Linked DNA regions of Gasterosteus aculeatus: region 1 is linked to region 2. Evidence: chromatin contacts called from public Hi-C data. All regions are on one chromosome and are shown on one strand. The core of a region is the stretch at or near the end of the contact, and the rest is flanking DNA. Distances in the headings are between cores, read along the strand shown.

The links. Hi-C and Micro-C count contacts between places; a contact is called where the count stands out from the background.
Region 1: a Hi-C map of skeletal muscle shows a contact between it and region 2, with 9 times the contacts expected there. The contact joins the enhancer-like site here to the promoter of pcdh10b in region 2. A contact is called at or near these places in 3 of 6 Hi-C or Micro-C datasets (skeletal muscle and tail fin).

What each region holds. Positions count from the first base shown.
Region 1 is chr4:20,066,580-20,071,128 of fGasAcu3.hap1.1, reverse strand. No RefSeq gene overlaps it. Among protein-coding and RNA genes, the nearest start is that of LOC144406342, 11 kb to the right of the region's middle. Within about 2 kb of position 1,963, at least 2 of the 9 cell types and tissues checked have open chromatin away from gene starts, as enhancers often do.
Region 2 is chr4:19,431,547-19,436,105 of fGasAcu3.hap1.1, reverse strand. pcdh10b (protocadherin 10b) reads right to left here and starts at 1,436. Exons shown (of 5, transcript XM_040174394.2): 1 at 1-1,436. The coding sequence starts at 921.

The DNA of each region.
Region 1 (4,549 bases), core at 714-3,213, 630 kb before region 2:
AGAAAGTAGTCAGAAAAATACAGTAAGTTCTTCCTTGGTGATGAAGGGATATTTTTGTCTGAGATGAGGAAAGGAACCAAAGGCAGACTTGTGTGGTTCAATGACTAATAGCTGTCAAAGTTATCACGTTAATCTATGCGATTAATGTGGAGATGAATGCGATAACATTTTTTTACTACGTTAACACAACTTTACTTCCTGCCTTCCGGGGTCAACAAAGCCGCCGCTAGCTGCAGTCAGTTAGACAGGAGAGAGCAAGACGATAGCTAAAGATGGAGAGAGCTTTGAGTATTGCAAGTAAAACAAACAAAGCGCGACATACAGCAGAGAACTGTGCAAAGGAATTCTTCCATCTATGTAGAAAAACTAACTTTTAATCCCTGTTAATGAATTTCTAAATGTGCTATTAATTAGTTAATTTTTTAAATCTATTGACAGCCCTACCTATTATCAGTATAAGCATTAGCATAATCTTAACTATTCAAATGTCTTCCTTTTTGTTTTAATAAATCTTAATTATTTAAGATGATCAGACTATCAGATGGCACTGTTCTAACCATATTCCATAATTACACTTACGTTACTTATGTTCCTATCCCGAATGCAAGCTACAGTCAATTAAAATGCATGTATGAACATCTGCTATCATTACTAAATCAATAATATTCTGTTGCATTTAATTCTCATTTGCAGCATTTTGTGTTATAAAGACAGAAAGGATATGTGTCTTTTTGTACAATTTAATATCCAATAGTCTGTGTTGGAAAAACTGCAATAATGTCAGGTCATGATAAGAAGGGGGTTTAGACAAAACAACTACGTCCGTATCATTTGTTCAATTAGTAGTGTGTATGACATGATAGCTGAGATAAGATGACCATTCAGGATATAAAATCTGTGTGACGTGTATGTCCGGCGTCTCATGATGATCAGATGTATGTTTCACGATAAAGAACATGACGGTCCTTGTACAATAAAATATTGTGCGTGCGCAAAACCTCAGTTTGTAACTGTGTTAATGCGCACCAGATTTGTATCTCTATTGTTCTGCCCTTCACCTGTGAGTGAATCAATCAATCAATCAATGCTGCCTCCTGGTGTTTACAGTAGGGAAACGATGTAAAGAGAAAGGAAAAAAAGATTCAACAATTTTAGGCACCATATACATTTTGTCAGATATTTTACTAATTAAAAAACCGACGTTCTAAATGTCACAAGATATTTTACTGCATAGACAACACACAGTATACATGATTACATCACAAAATGACTAGACAATAAAAAGGAAAACAACTATCACAAGGAGCAGGTCACTGGGTCCATGGGTCCAATTGTTTGATACTGCTATGCAACTAAATCTTATTAAAACGTTTTATTGGCGATCCCAAAACAATCAACAAAACCAAATACTTTATACTGAATTTTGGGGAAATATGAGATCCACAAGACATGTACAATAGTTTAATCTGATAGAATGATACAACAAAGAAAGAATAGAGTACTGGGTCCCTCAGTGAGTAACAAGATGTATAAATCCTACATTAAGACCTCAGTATGCGTCAAATGTTTCATAAATGCGGGTTAGGGTTATGGAATCGGCCCATGTAGTGTTGTTTTGTGAAACATAGTCCTACCCAGCCTTCATGCTGCTCCTCCTGCCAACGTGGTAAAAAAGGTATTGCAAAGAGAATGAATGAGCTCAGCAGTTGTTCATGAAATACAATAGCCAGTAAATGTTATATATATATATATATATATGTCCCTCTTTTATAAGGTTCACCCCTACAGAAAGCATTGAGGTGTGTGGGTGCCTGTCTTCTACGTTGGTCCAGTAGGTGGCAGTAGCACACTGTGTGTGAGGCTGGCAGTGCGCTTCTCTGTAAAAAGGCTCAATGACCCTACCGTAGTCCAGTGACTGAGGTGTGAACAGATACTGACCCCCGCCCGATGGGCCTTATGCCCACACAGACCAACATCCCTCTTTAGATCGGACTCACCCAACATGTTGCATTTTTTAGGAAATGTATCAACCTATGACTCCTGTTTACCTTCATTTTCAGTAGCAATTTCCACAGTGTGCCGTTGTTGTCGGCCCATGGCATGGGTCTCCATGGAAATAATCGCAGTATGTGTGCTTGTTGCTGTGATGATGGTAAACATAACTCTCCACGGGAGGCTGGCTGTTTTGGCCTAATGATCAGAGCGTGCCGGCTGTCGGGCTCGATCCAGTCCTCATCCAGTAACTAACATTTAATAGAAAATGTAGCGGTCCATTGGGATTCTTAGAATAAGGAACATTATATTCATAATATGGAAATATCTCTCCAGAATGAATCTGGTGAATTTTTAGAGAGACACCGTAATCTACGGGCTAAATCAATGGGCTGTGTGTGTGTGTGTGCATTGATGGCTGCTTCCTCAAGTGAAGTCTGCATGCTATAGAAAGCAGAATACAGTACATACATTTCTTTGTTTGAACAAAACAGGGCTCCTTTCCTTCCTCCTCTCCTTTTGTATGTTATGCTCTTCTCATTTTTTTTCTTCTGCCAGATAATCCCAGATGCTTTGAGTGACAGTTGCAATTTCCTATTAAATCTCTGAAATCCTTTCAGCTGTCATTAAATTCTTACCATCCTTTGGAGAGACAGAGGGAGGAAGGAGGGGGGAGAAGTGGGACTAAAGGGACAAACATGAAAGAAGCAGAGGTACAGATTTGGCTTTGATTCTCACCAATAAGCAGCTGATGTAAAACCGTGCTTCTAATGAGGCTGGGAAACAAAGGCTCAAAGATTGAAGCGCATGTGGAAAATCAGCGCTACCTCTTGGGATTCTTGCGTGTCTAATATCATTTCTAATCTCGTCTGGAAAATGATTAATCTGAACCTGAATTCCAAGCAGATTGTTGTCTTCCCTTCTGCTGTCTCAACTCAACATATTTTATACTTTTTTCTCCAATATTTCATTCCTGGTTCTGTGTGTGCTCTCAAAACAGACTTCATACTTGTTATTGGAGGATGAAGGCTGGAGGGATTATTCCGGTATAGAATCTTTAGCTGTACTGCAAACAAAAGCCTGCTTATGTTCTGATGCATGAGGAACAATAATAATATGAATGTCCGTCCGAGCCGACCTTCTCCACCAGTTTCTTGAGTCTGATGAATTCTGCTTCCCCAGCAGATAATGGCAGAGCACTGGCCACAACAGACTGGTAGAACATCTCCAACATCTTGCTGCACACATTAAAGGATCGAAGTTTCCTCAAGAAAGAGAGTTGACTTATCCTCTTCTTGTACACAGCGTTGATGTCGGCCTTCCAGTTCAGTCTGTTGTCGATGGAGACACCCGTCAGAGAGGGCGGGAGGGTGGGAGAGCCCTTGTAGAGCAGTGGTCGCAAACCTGTTGATCGTGATCGACGATCTCTGAGACTTTCCTGGTCGATCTCCAAAATAAAAAAATAGAAGTCATAAACGCCTTGTTTATCATTCTGGAACATTTTCTGCAGTGTCTTCTGAAATGTTTCCTTATGGAAGACCAACGTCAAAAAATTTCGATGTGTCCATTCTGTTTTGTCCACTGTTGCTACATCCACGTGATTGAGTTTAGTGCTTATTTATTTATTTATATATATATATATATATATATATATATATATATAACACAGAGAGGAGTCACGGCGTGTACGACCATGATGTACTATAGCTGATTACATTGCGCACTGATATGGAACGCTCTGGTCAATCAAAATGACAGCAGCTTAAGTTGATAAATACACAGTTAACAGTTAATATTGTTAGTTCATTCAGCCTGATGATAGAAACTGGTGTTTTTTTTTTGTTCATTTTGTGTGCAGTTAACAAATCATTTCCTTATTAAGTAATTCTTGTGCGTTCTTGGTCACAATTTCAAAGCTTGACGGGTGTTGATTTCATTCCGTTCCAATCAGGCCAAATAAAAAGCCTTAAGTAGGTAGATCTTGCCTGCAACCAAGGCGGAGGTTGGTGGTCTTGTGTTTGTGCCGCTCACCAGGGGGGACAGGGTTGGAGGTGTGATGTGTGGGTGGAGACAGCCGAGGACTTTGAACTAAACCTATTGAAGAAACAGTTTAGCTCATTGACCATCTGACGGGAGCCCCCCTGTTGCTTCACTTCAACCTTGAAGCCAGTTATTTGATTCATCCCAACCCACACCTCCCTTACGTTGTTCTGCTCGAGTTTGATTTCCAGATTCCTGTAGGAGATGTTGGAGTCACCGAGCTTAACCCTTGAGTCTTGCTGGACTCATCTGTGTCTCCAGATCTAAGAGCTGCCTTCTTCTCATTAAAAAGAGCTTTCAGGTCACTAGTGATCCATAGCTTGTTATTTTTGAAGCAGCGTACAGTCCTGGATGGTACGGCGATTTGTTCAGAGTTTTATATATTCAGTGATGCAGTACGTCATGCTGTTGATATCCTCCCCCTTTCGTCCACACAGCACATCACATTCCCATGAAGAAGAGCCGTACTAATTATATTGATGTTTTGCGGAACCGGTTGAGTTGATCTGATAGTTAT
Region 2 (4,559 bases), core at 187-2,686:
TACGAAGATCTGATAGAGGCTGCTCTCCTCGAAGTCCACCTCTGCGCGCACCTCGATGCGGCCGGTGCGCGGGTCAATACTGAACAGATCCTTTACGCGATTGGATATGTGGTTACTGAAGGAGTAAACGATCTCCCCGTTCAGTCCCTCGTCCAGGTCGGTGGCGTTCAGCTGTAGGACCAGCATGCCCACCGGCGCGTTCTCCGAGAGGCTCACCGTGTAGACGGCCTGGTCAAACACCGGCACGTTATCATTGGAGTCCAGCACTTTGACCACCAGCAGCGCGGTGCCGGTCCGGGGAGGCTGACCGCCGTCCACCGCGGTCAGCACGTACCTGTGCGCCGCCTGCTGCTCCCGGTCCAGTGGCTTCTCCAGGACGAGCTCGGCGAACTTGTTTCCGTCCGTTTGGGTCTGCACATCCAGGTAAAAGTAGTTGTTGGTGGTGATATCGTAAGTGCGCAGCGCGTTCGAGCCCACGTCCGGGTCGAACGCGCTCTCCAGGGGGAAACGGGTGCCCGGAGTGGCACTCTCTGAGATCTCCACCGTGATGTCCGTCTCCGGGAAGCTGGGCGGATTGTCGTTAATGTCCACCACCTCGATCTCCACCCGAAACAGCTCCAGCGGGTTTTCCAAGAACACTTCCATGTTGAGCTGGCAGCTAGGACTCTGCCTACAGATCTGCTCCCGGTCGATTTTTTCGCTCACGAACAGGACACCGTTCTCCAGGTTCACTTCCAGATACGGCGTGCGAGAGCTGGGCACCACCTGGAAACGGCGGGAGGCCAGTTTGGTGAGGTCCAGCCCCAGGTCCTCGGCAATATTCCCCACCAAGGTGCCATGGTCCGCCTCCTCCGGCACAGAGTAACGGATCTGAGAGAGCACTCCATGCGCAATGCACAGGACAATCACAAGCGCAATCATCGCAGGAAAACAAGTGCACTTTGGTAGAGGATTTTATAGACTGCGGTATCCTCTGTTATTAGGCAAAATATCCGGTCCCATCACCCATTTCCTCAGGCAGGCAAAGTCTCCAAAAATGCGTAAAAATCTCCAGAAACTTATAAAACGTCCGGAAAAGGCTGTCCCATTAAAAAAAGCGTTTCTGTTTGAGTTTTGAACACCGCAGAGTCTCTTTTTCTGTCTGTTCTCCGTTGTCCCGCTTCCGAGTGTCCGAAGAAGCTGCTGCGCGCATTCCAATGAAGCGCCGTGTGATGGAACCAGTCCGGAGCGCGTTTGGGAAACGAGGAAACAGGTATCCACATAAAAACAACAAGAGGTCGGTTTGGCTTTCTGTGATTGTCCCTGTGATCTGACGGTACATGCCCGACTTGTCCTCTCGCTGTCGGGCTGGGTGTCTGTCCTCCTGCCACCCTGTTTTACTCACTGCGGTCCCCTCCACTCCACTCTACTCTCTACTGACGCTGTTCACTCAACTCTTTGCTTTTTTTCCCTCCTCTTTGACACCCCTCCTCCCCCCCCAGCAACCCTCCGCCCACCCTCCCTTCCATCGTACCGCCCCCATCTCAGCCCCTGTGGCTGTAAATCACGCTGACAGCTCTCTCCTGATTGGATAGCCGGGTTGCCGGTCCACGCCCCCCCCCCCTCCCTCCCTGCAGCTCTATCTCGCTCTACCTTTCCAACGCTTTGCTCCTGGTGGCTTCTCTTTCAGTATAACGCCGAAGTGGAGAGGGGACGGAGGACGCCAAGGCTAGAATTCTCCCCACTCCTCTCCAACACGCACGCGCACGCACACCTGCCCCCCCAATGAACCACTGTGTGATGAGCGCTGGTGGAGGACTTGGTGTCCGGGGCCCTTGAGAGCCTGAGGACAGACCGGGGTAATGCATGCAAATGCTGCGATATGTATGTAGACAATCATCCCCGGTTCGAGCGCGGTTTCTTAAGGCAGCGCGTTATAATTACAGCCCGTGGTTGAAAGGATATTAACTGTCCTCCAGCCAGCCACACAGGCAGCGCGTCTGGAGAGGATGGGGCGACGGGCCCTGATGCGCGGACCTCATGCGACCCCTAGCGGGGCGCCAGCAGGCCAGAGTGAGATTCAGAGCCGGAGTGAACCAGTCATCGTCCAGTGGACCGGTCCGCGAGGTAAAGAAAAAACAGGGGACGAGCATTTCCATAAACACACTCTGAGGATGAGTGACACCAACAAACACAACACATTACAAATGTGTAAAACAATTGAGAAGACAAAACAAAATCGACTCCAAAATGGAAAACATTCGGTGGAACTGAATTGTGTACTCTCAGGCTCAAAGAATTCCATTTAGACGGTTCCAAGCGACTGGAGCAGGAAACATGAAGGCATGCTCTTCCGCCTCCTCTTTTAGATCATTAGTATTACACAAAGGAAGGAAGTGCACATGGCTTCAAAAGGCACAGTCACACACAGTTATTTGTAATGAGTTCGTCACAAACAGAGAAACAAGTTATACAAAACTATAACTACAGACAAAAAATGACTGATTCTGAATCCTGATAATATGGATACTTTGAATTTTGCAGAAGAAGTAAGGCTCCCCTTATTTTTCTGCTCTTTTTGCCAGTCTACTGGCTTGTAGATCCATTTTTGTAAAGTGGCCTTTGATGAACCCTACTTCCGGCGAGTGTTTCTCAGTGATCTAGATCTGGACTCTTTCCCCAAGCAGGACACGCGTTCATGTACCCGACTCGTAAACCACAGCGGTCAGCCACACCGTACACCACAGGGGCTTTTTAATTGAAGTTTTAATTATTTCCGGTCTTCATAAATACCCCCCTCCCACCCCTCATTCCAGTTGTAAAAGTGAACCTGACCTTGGTCATAACAGGAAATCTCTGGAGCCTTTAGTGTTCAGTGTGTGAGATCAGAGGAGTGAAGGAGGTGAGCAGTAGAGCAAGTGCTCCCCCTAGTGAACCTCTGCACTGCTGCACGTCCACATCCACACTGACTAACACGTGCACGCACACGCACCCCCTCCCACACACACAAGTGGCAGCATAAGTGCATGTCTGCAAACTGTCAGATACATCACCGTACAGGCCACTGTGGGAGAGAGAGATGTAGTGGCTACGAGAAGAGACTCTCCTAAATCAAGCTGCAGCCAGCGGTGCGGTCGGACATGCATCACTGTCGGCTCAGAGAGAGAGAGACACCCAACGATCACTGATTTAACTACGTGAATGTGATTTCAGTCACTCCCCTGCTCACCCACACTGACACGGCAGCACTCCGCCTTCTCATCTGGATTTACAGCCAGGACTTCTTATTCTCGAGTCATTTTAAATGCTGAAAATACAGAGTATACACACACCGGCAATTGCTACCTTTTGTGGGTAAAAATAACGTCTCGTTCATCCCAACGTTTCCCACACATTGTAGCGGCAAGAGAGATGAAAAAAATGAAAAAGGTGCCCTACAGCAGTCCCATTCAGAAGGTAATTAGAGCAGCAGAAAGCAGCATGTAATCATCAAGTGTTATAGAGCTACAGGGACCGGAGAGCACCGTCTAATCGGAAACCAAGCGCCGCTTCCCCCGTTAGCTTTAACAAGCGCAGCATCAATTAGCACAAGAGTGGAGTCTCTAATGTGGTGTCACGTCTAGGTGTTGGGGAGGACAAACCTCTATGGGCACCATAAGGGACAAGCAGGTCTGCACGAAGCCTCTCTGCGCTGCAAACTGTCAGTGAAGATCTTACATTGAAACCCACGGATGGTAGCGGTACATCCGGGTTCTGTCTTGTTCTGACTTGTTCTGACAGTTGGTGAGCTACAAGGTGTCTCATGACAGCTCATCCCCGCTCACAAGTACGTCGAGGTTCATCAATGCACGTCCGATCATATGGTGCACAACATTCTGAGACAGGAGAAGCAAGGTGATAACAGCCGACACTGTTGTGTCACATTTTGAAAAAGCTCTTATATTCAGACAAAATACTTCACTGAAAGGGTTGTGGAAGTATTACATATTAATAATGTTTTTCACTTCAACGAGTAACCAACCATTCTGATCATTGCAATGGTCAAGACCATAACATATTCAGGTTGGATTATTTCTTTATACTACATAAAATTATATTTTTTCATATTCATAGAAATGTCAGTGATCAGCGATCTTAATGATTTTGATGTGTTTGTATACTCTTTGCTGAATATGATTACATAATCTCACTTAAATAAATAAAGAGTGTAAAGAGGGACAAAGTAATTCACACTTTGTCTGGCTACCTGTTCTCAGTGACTGAAAAGTGGATCAAAGACCCTCGGCAGCATGTTGTTGCTGCCGACTGACACCATCGTCTGCAGCTGCTAAAACTGTTCCAGCTTCTACACATTCATCACCAATCACCTCGACAACTGCTGCCTTCACTGTAAAACCATCACAGAGGATGCTTTATAGTGACGCCGGGAGACTCTGTCATCTGCTGCTCCAGCCACATATGTGCTGACTTTGCAAAAAAAAATGACTTCCCTTTATGTCTGCATACACAAACACACACACACACACACACACACACACACACACACACACACACACAGAGAGACAGTGTCCAGAATGGTG